Regions from separate parts of the Hordeum vulgare genome. Here region 1 is linked to region 2. Evidence: chromatin contacts called from public Hi-C data. All regions are on one chromosome and are shown on one strand. The core of a region is the stretch at or near the end of the contact, and the rest is flanking DNA. Distances in the headings are between cores, read along the strand shown. Region 1 holds the start of LOC123447015 (ras-related protein Rab5A-like). Region 2 holds the start of LOC123447008 (differentially expressed in FDCP 6 homolog).

Region 1 (4,593 bases), core at 111-2,610, 260 kb before region 2:
TTCCCTCGACGAATTTTTAAAAGGGATTCTGAGAATTAAATCACGCCATCTCAAACTACTTTGCCTGACTTTTACTGCCTCCACTACATTATTCTTGACCCCCTTTTAATTCCCCAACTGAAGTCACAACTCAAATGTACTACTGTAAGGAGTCATAACCATCGTTCATTGGCAAAATCAGCTAACATGTAAATAATGGGAAACTATTCATCAAGACCTACTATTTTATCACTGGAAAAAGGTAAACCAATTCCATTTTACAAACCTGGTTCGAGATGTCATAGACAACTATGGCTGCGGCAGCACCCCTATAGTACATGGGGGCCAAGCTATGATACCTCTCCTGCCCAGCAGTATCCCAGATTTCAAACTTCACAGTCTCGTCATTAACAGCCAGTGTTTGAGAGAAGAAAGCCGCTCCAATTGTCGATTCCTGGAGACAAATAGACCAATACAATGATCATTTCCAGAACAAAATCTGCATATATATTATGTTTAACAAAAGGAGTGTATCAGACGACTTGCCTGGAACTCAACAAATTGTCCTTTTACGAACCGAAGCACCAGGCTGGATTTCCCAGCACCCACATCGCCGAGAAGAACCTGAAAATCCAATCACAGTAAAATATCAGCATTTCACAGCCCACGAGATTCTAACAGCCCAAAATCAGTATGTTGCACACACCAAAAAAAATAAAATACCAGTACTCGGAACATAAGTTAGCGATTCGCCGTAAAGCTGACCATCAAAATGGGATTCAGATAAGAACTGGGGGGACATTTATGAGCTCAAAATCACCATGCTTGTGAAACATTTAAGTCAAGAAAAGAGAAATTAATGAGCATATCTTCCCATACATTTTGCACCCCGGGAGACAGGAAGCCAGTAGTAACTAAGACACAAGCGCTGAGCCCACTAAGTTAACAAAGACTGTTAAAAGGAAGTGCTTGCTACTGGCGCAGAACAACATCTTCTACTCGAGAATTCCCCAGCAAACATAATCTTGCTACCCATACATGATACTATTAGCCGTCGTGACAGCAGCGACGCCATCAAGAGGATTCAAGAGAAGCATGTGATCGGGACCGCTCCCACGAGACAATCGCGCCAAAAGCTAGCCGGATACTCCTGGTAAGTAGTAAGTGGTGGCGATCAAGATCCGGCCCGGGCGATTCGGTGGTCAGTCAATGGCGGCGGCCGGACACTCGGGGTCAGAATTCGCACCAGCTTGGCGTTGCGGATCTTGCTGCCGGCGCTGGCCGCCATCGGATTCGACGCCGGATTAGGGCCCTCTTGAAGCCGGGCGAGGAGGCGGATTGGGGAATTGGTTGTTGGTTGGCTCTGCGCGTATGAAATGCGTTTTCTCTTTATTATTGTTTTTTTGGCTTGAGAAAAATACAACTTTTTACAGGCGAGCCCTTGTAGAGCTGTGTAATTAGACCTGCCTTCGTCAACGCAAACCTTCGCTTCTCATGTGCGCAATGCAGTCCATGTTTCAAAGAAAATACCCCCTCCGATCCAAAATACACTATACGTACTCCCTCTACCTAAATACTTGTAGTTAGAAAATACTAGTTTAGCTTTTTTCCAATTAAACGCATTTAGAAACAGAGGAAGTAGATTTGTTTTTTCTCAGTTGAGATTTGTTAACTCTAACCATTTTTTTGGAAGAATAAACCGCGTAGCTATTGTCCATGGCCGCGAGGGCTTTTCCAAGGAAGTTTATGGTGGTCTCTATCCGTCCCAACCAGGTCTAGTTGGGCATGGAAAATGTGTTTGGCTGCGAACGCGATGGGCTGGCTCACATCGACACGGAGTCAGGGCCGGGCCGGCTAAATCCAGGGCCCTGTGCCAAACTAAAACTTGGGGGCCTATTTGTAAAAAAACTAACGAGCAATTATAATGTACAAATATATCGCATAAAAATTATAATTTATGTAATGTAATGTCTTACAACATATAAAAAAATCATACCTATTCAACTCGTGTTGCTTTTTATTTAAACATCCTCATTTTTTTAGTATTTTTAAAATTAAATCTTCGATAATATCCTCATAATCAATTTTCCCATGATGATTCAAATCTGCATTATTAAAACACAAGATAAGAAAGATGAATTGAGTAAACTTGAAGATCATGTGTCAATGTTTGGTAATTAGATGAACTGTCTAACTCATCTCTGTCCGGTAATTCGGATACACTGTGATTTTTAATCAAGGATGTAAAAATCAATCTCTAACGAAGTAACGATCTCTGCCAAAATTAGTTACAAAGTTAGAAATTAAAAATAAGACCCAAAGTTCATAAAAAAATACTAATCACATGCTAATGCTAAACCAGGGCCGGAGGCAGGGCAGATGGAGTTGAGCGGCACCCGGGCAACGCACAGCGGCAGGACGCAAGGCAGATGCCAGATGGCACGGTTGGCACCGCACCGCAGCAGCCCTGCACCGCAGTGACCACACAGCCGGCAACGCAGCGGCACGGCCAGTCGGCGAGGCCTCGGACTCGCTAGCGCCTAGCAGGGTCTGCAGTTGAACTTGATCATTATCTTCATTCAATCATTCAAATCTGCACAGCCACAGCGCACAAACAGTACGAGACACAAGAGGATGAGAATAGATCACGATTCACGACTCACGAGAGGAAGCGGCGACCAGGCATTTCGGCAGGATCGCCCGTGATAGCCTCGCGGCTCGCGTCCTTCCCTTGATAGACCCATCCTCATCGCTCCACCGGTCGAGGCCCTCGTCGCTCCATTCGATCTGCTTCGGCCCAACAGGCAAACACCAGTCCAATTTTTTTTAATACTACACGTATATAATTTTTTTGGGCCCTCCAGAATTATGGGCCCTGTGCGGGCCGCACAAATGGCACCACTGTGGGCCCGGCCCTGCACGGAGTTTAAAGCATCCCAGAGCGTGGCTCGCTAGAAATTGATGAATCGGAAGTTTCTAGCGAGCCAAGCTGAGTGCGGCGCAAGCTCGCACGCGGGGAGCAACCCAAAAGCGAGTGGGGATGGCAAGAGATTACGACACGATGTCAAATCTAACCTCCCCCCTCATTTACTCGATCACCACTACCTCTAGGAAAACCCCTTCCTCTAGCCTCATCGTCGGCGACGGCGACTCAGATCTGGCAAGCGGCAGCGGTGGCAGATCAGGCAGGAAGATCGAAGCTTCAACTCCTTGATACGTCTTCAACGTATCTATAATTTTTGATTGTTTCATGCTATTATATCATCAATCTTTGATACTTTGTATGCATTTATATGATGTTTTATCATTTTTGGGAACTAGCCTATTAACCCAGTGCCCACTTCCGGTCGCTGTTTTCTGCGAGATTTTAGCTTTTCAGGAAAACAGTAACAAACGAAGTCCAAATGCCATGAAACTTTTTGATGATTTTTTTGGACAAAAATAAGACCTAAAAACTTTGGAGGGAGGCCACCCACCACACGAGGTGGTGCCAAGGCAACATGATGCGCCCATGGGGTGGTCGCGCCTTGATGCCTTGGGACCACTCCCCGGTGCCTCCTCGCTTAACTCCACCTTTATAAATCTTCCAAAATGAGGAAAACCCTAAAGAGACACCCCAAAACACATTTTTTGCTGTTGCAAGTCTCTGTTTCGCCGTGATCCCATCTGGAGCCCTGTTCCGGTGCCCTGTCGGAGGAGGGATGAATCACGGAGGGCATGTACATCAACCTTTATGCTCCCATGATGTTGTGTGAGTAGGCTACCACATACCTACGGGTCAATAGCGAGTATCTAGATGGTTATCTCTCTCTCTATGTTCTTCAATACAAAGTTCGTCGCGATTTTAGCGATGATCTATTCGATGTAATCTTCTTTGCGGTGTGTTTGTTGGGATCCGATGAATTGTGGGTTTATGAACAGATTATTCATGAATATATATCGAGCCTTCTCTAAATTATTTATGCATGATTATTATGGCTTTGTATTTCTTTCCGATCTATTGGTTTAGTTTGGCCAACTAGATTGGTTTATCTTTAGTGGGAGTGGTACATTGGGATGGGTTCAAATCATGGTGCTCAATCCTAGTGATAAAAGGGGACATGACACGTATTTTTATTGTTGACATTAAGGATAAAAACATTCCGTTTTGTACTTAATATTCTAGATGCATGCTGGATAGCGGTCGTTGAGTGGACCAATAGTAGTAGATGCAGACAGTAGTCGGTCTACTTGCTTATAGACGTGATTTATATTGAAATGATGGTTGTCGTGAATAAATATTTCATAACTATGTGCTTTTGTATCAATTGTCCAATAGTAATTCGTCTACCCACTATATGCTATCTTTGAGAGAGATGTCACTAGAGAAAACTATGTCCGTGGTCTACCTAAGCATAAATACAAAAACAATAAAAATACCTCGTCGTCTTTTATTATTTGCAATTACTTTTTATATTTATATTATCAAAATATTACTACCTAATCCTTACAAGTACCGTGAAAAATTCTGGCGCCGTTGCTGGGGAGACATCATCAAATTCTTATCGGGTTCCTACACAAAAATTATCATTCACTTTTCTACTTTTTATTTTCCTAAAAATATCAAAAATACAA
Region 2 (4,316 bases), core at 1,782-4,281:
GATTACTCTCTATCCCTCCAATGATTCTTGCTTGTTCTTGAGGGAAAAGAGAGAGGAGATCTAGATCCACATCTCCACCAATCACTTTCTCCTCTATGTGAGGGGAACCCCTTGGATCTTGATCTTGGAGTTCTTTGTGAGCTCCTTGTTCTTCCTCTCATATTTCTCCATAGCTTTTGTTGTTGTGGAGGGATTTGAGTGTGAGGGACTTGACCACTTCGTGTGTTCTTGCCATTGCATTAGTTGCATCGGTTTGAGTTCTCCACGGTGATACGTGGAAGTGAGAAGTTGAGAAGCTTACTACCTTCGGTACTTAGTACCCTTGATATTGTTCTTCGTGGATGCTTTGGCGTCCTAGAAGCTTGGTGGTGTCTCGGAGCTCAATCATTGTGGTGTGAAGCTCCGGGAAGCGTCGGGGTCTCCAATAAGGTTGTGGAGATTGCCCCGAGCAATTTGTACGGGTACCGGTAACCGCCCCCAAGGGTTGCCACGTGTACGGGTTCGGTGACCGCCCCCAAGGGTTGCCATTTGTACGGGTTCGGTGACCGCCCCCAAGGGTTGCCATTTGTACGGGTTCGGTGACCGCCCTCAAGGGTCCCTTAGTGGAATCACGGCATCTTGCATTGTGCGAGGGCGTGAGGAGATTACGGTGGCCTTAGTGGCATCTTGGGGAGCATTGTGCCTCCACACCGCTCTAACGGAGATTAGCATCCGCAAGGGTGTGAACTTCGGGATACATCATCGTCTCCCCGTGCCTCGGTTATCTCTTACCCGAACCCTTTACTTATGCACTTTACTTTGTGATAGACATATTGTTTATTGTAATATATCTTGCTATCACTTAGTTGTTTATCTTGCTTAGCATAAGTTGTTGGTGCACATAGGTAAGCCTAGTTGTTTGTAGGTTTTGTGCTTGACATATTAATCGTTAGTTTTATTCCGCAGTTGTTCAAGCCTAAACCTTAACTATTTTAAAAGCGCCTATTCACCCCCCCCTCTAGGCGACATCCACGTCCTTTTCAATCTAGATACTAACTACGAACCCATAGGTCTGTGGTAAACTACTCACGCATCATGGAGGGTGATACGTCCCAAACGTATCTATAATTCCTGCTTGCTCCATGCAAGTTTTGGATGATATTGGTATGTGTTTTGTACACTTTTATACCTTTTTCAACATATTTGGACTAACCTACTAACTCAGTGCATCCAGTACCGGTTTATGTGTGCTGATGTGTGTGAATTGCAGGTTTATAACCATATTTACAATGCCCGAAAAATTCCACAAAAAATATATAAAAAATTGGCATTCCAGAAGACTCCAGACGACCGAAGGAGGGCCAGAGGGGGGCCACCAGGCCTCCAGGCGCACTGGTTGCGCGGCCTCCCCCTGGCCACGTAGGGAGGCCGCCTGGGTGGGGCCCACCTCCTCTGGTGCCCTACCTTGGCTCCTATTTTAACCCTCGTGGAGGAAACCCTGATTCCGGAACCCTTTTCTCAAGAAGCAATTCCGATCTCCACCGCCATCGCCAACAAGTTTCAGGGGACCAGAATTCTGATGTCGAAACCCTGTCGGGACGGGGAAGTGCCCCCGGATTCATCTCCATCGACGTTCCTTCCTCCCTCCATGAAGCGGGAGCAGTTCCTCCTTGGGGCTGAGGTCTTCTACAGTAGCTATGTGGTTAATTCTCTCTCCCATGATGTGATCTTGATTGTGATCATAGGCTATGTTAATCTAGGGTGACCCCATGATGTTTCCCCTTCTTCTATGTATTGGATTGATGTACTCACTTGATCTTATCTAGTATAATCCCCGAGACCATGGTGACAGCGGTCTATTGGACATGGATTAGAAGAATATTTTCATGAGTGATTTCCTCTTTTGTGAATTGATTGAAGATTGAGAGTCTCTTGGTGCTTGTCTTTGACTATCCTTGAGATACGTTGTGGTGATTGTGGTACTCTCTTTGGATGGCCGCGGTGACATTGGGAAATCCATAGATGAGAACTACGAACTTGAGGTGTGATTTTGTAGCCCTACATAATTCTCGTCCTCTCTTGATCACAAAGGAATGACCTCCGAGTACGTCTCCATTGCATGTTTTAGTGGAATTATAATGTGATTAGACCATGTTAATGTTGTTGGGAGTTGCCACTAGTGAAAGTAGGAAGCCTAGGCCTTGTTTCTCACCATTGTTACACCGTTTATGCTCACTTTTGTCACTTGCTACCTTGCTGTAATTTTTATTACAGAATTATATTACCTTGCTTTGCCACACCTATCACCCATATTTTACCATCTCTTCGCTGAACTAGTGCACCTATACAATTTACCATTGTATTAGGTGTGTTGGGGACACAAGAGACTTCTTGTTTCTTAATTGCAGGATTGCTTGAGAGAGGCCATCTTCAACCTCTACTTCCCTAAGTTCGATAAACCTTAGGTCATCCACTTAAGGGAAATTGTTGTTGTCCTACAAACCTCTGCGCTTGGAGGCCCAACATAGTCTACAAGAATAGAAGCGTGCGTAGACATCAAGCTATTTCTAGCGCCGTTGCCGGGGAGGTGAGTGCTTGAAGGTATATCTTTAGATCTTGCAATTAAATCTTTTCGTTTCTTGTTTTTATTTTCACTAGTTAGGCTTATGAAAAACTGTCGTCTTAGTTCGCTGCTTGGGGAAGGCCGCTTTACCACACCCGTGGTAGAGAAGTATTTAGGTATAGAAGGAATAGAATGTCTATGCTTCCGTTGCAATGCACGGGCAATTATTAGTTGAGTTATAAAATACTTCCTCCGTCTCAAAATAAGTGTCTCAGATTTAGTACTAAATTAGTATAGATTTTCTACTAGATTAACTATACTTATTTTGGAACAGATGAAGTAGTTACGTTTATTGATTGATACTGTTTATCATAGAGTTTTTTTTTCCGAACCTTGCGAATGAATTTGTGCTTGAGCTTAAAATCTAACATGTCCATTAGCAAAATCATTTCTCCAGCACACAAGACATCACAGTCCTGCCGTGCCCCACAAACCAAGAAGCTGTTCCGGCGGGCCCACGCGACATGGGGCCAGCACAGCTCGCGGGTAGCTTGTGGCAGCGTACCAGAAGCATTTCCGGCACCGAAATTTCCATCGATCTGGACGCCCCCACCGGCCGGTCGACCCTCCACCGCCACCTACCGGCCCCCTCGCCGTCGCCGTCGCCTCCAGCCTCCCCTCCGCCCCCAAAACCCTAGCCCCGGCCCCGGCCCCGCCGCCCCCGCCCCCGCCATGTCCACCAACGGCAGCTCCCCGGTACGTGCGCCGCCCTCTCGCCCCGGTCCACATGTCTCTGAAATTTCCCGACTTTGGTGTCTCCTCTGACGATTTGCTCGGGGGTGGGGAATTCTGCAGAGGGTCAGGGACACGGAGAGCAGCCTGGAGAAGGTGAAGCGGCAGCTCTCGTCGGGATCCGGGAGGTACCTGCTGCAGGGGCCCCTGCTGAAGCGATCTGAGACGGTATGGCCGGCGCTCATCTCTGGGGTTTATTTGTTAGGCGTGTAAATATTCGATTTTGGTGATAGATTTGAACTAGTGAGGGGTGTAGCCGTCGAAAACTTAGGTTTAGTGTCTCAATTCTGCGCTTTTCTATTTGATTTCCTGATATGATTTGATCGATGTACTGGGTATCATATGAAATTCGATGAGTAGCAGCTAGGAGTGCCGCATTGCTCTGTGTCCTTATGCGCGAATCAGTATGTTATGTTCTTGTATTCAATTCGAGCAAGGAGAGAAAGGGAAAGCAAAGTGGATCTTGCTCCATGTGTTAACTGGTTAAAACTGAGAAAGATGCTAGCTATTGATAATACTAGATGTTGGACTAGATAGCCAGGCTCTGAATAACTGTTTCCAAATGAGTCCAAGAGGATCCTGGTGAACATAGTTTTCTGCTGATTACCTTTTTTACTTGTGAATGGCTTCTACTAATTTCACTTTTGAACTGATATTATCTTCTTTCAAACAGCTACGTAAATGGAACGAAAGATGGATAATATTGGACCCAACATCTGGCAAGATGGAATACAAGTACGGAACACCTTGTGTTTTCTAACTGAGAATGCCAAAGAACATTTCCACAGCCATCTCCTTATCTATCGTGTTTTTCTTTTTCCAGACTTCGGAGGAATGAAACTGCCGTTAAGGGAGCCATTCTGTTTGATGCTTCAAGCACCATTACTTTGTCTCCTGTAAATTTTCAGTAAGATTGGTCCCTGAACATAAACTTTTTGTTGGTATATTCTTTTTAAATTTGAAGGTTGTATAATACCACTTC

What was found. Hi-C and Micro-C count contacts between places; a contact is called where the count stands out from the background.
Region 1: a Hi-C map of seedling shows a contact between it and region 2, with 2.6 times the contacts expected there. The contact joins the promoter of LOC123447015 here to the promoter of LOC123447008 in region 2. A contact is called at or near these places in 2 of 6 Hi-C or Micro-C datasets (leaf and seedling) and 1 of 1 datasets of contacts at active chromatin or transcription factors (embryo).

Annotation. Positions count from the first base shown.
Region 1 is chr4H:6,244,086-6,248,678 of MorexV3_pseudomolecules_assembly, reverse strand. LOC123447015 (ras-related protein Rab5A-like) reads right to left here and starts at 1,360. Exons shown (of 7, transcript XM_045123569.1): 1 at 1,226-1,360; 2 at 526-603; 3 at 266-433. The coding sequence starts at 1,267.
Region 2 is chr4H:5,985,677-5,989,992 of MorexV3_pseudomolecules_assembly, reverse strand. It overlaps LOC123447008 (differentially expressed in FDCP 6 homolog), which reads left to right and starts at 3,031. Exons shown (of 10, transcript XM_045123561.1): 1 at 3,031-3,298; 2 at 3,398-3,502; 3 at 4,008-4,069; 4 at 4,158-4,241. The coding sequence starts at 3,275.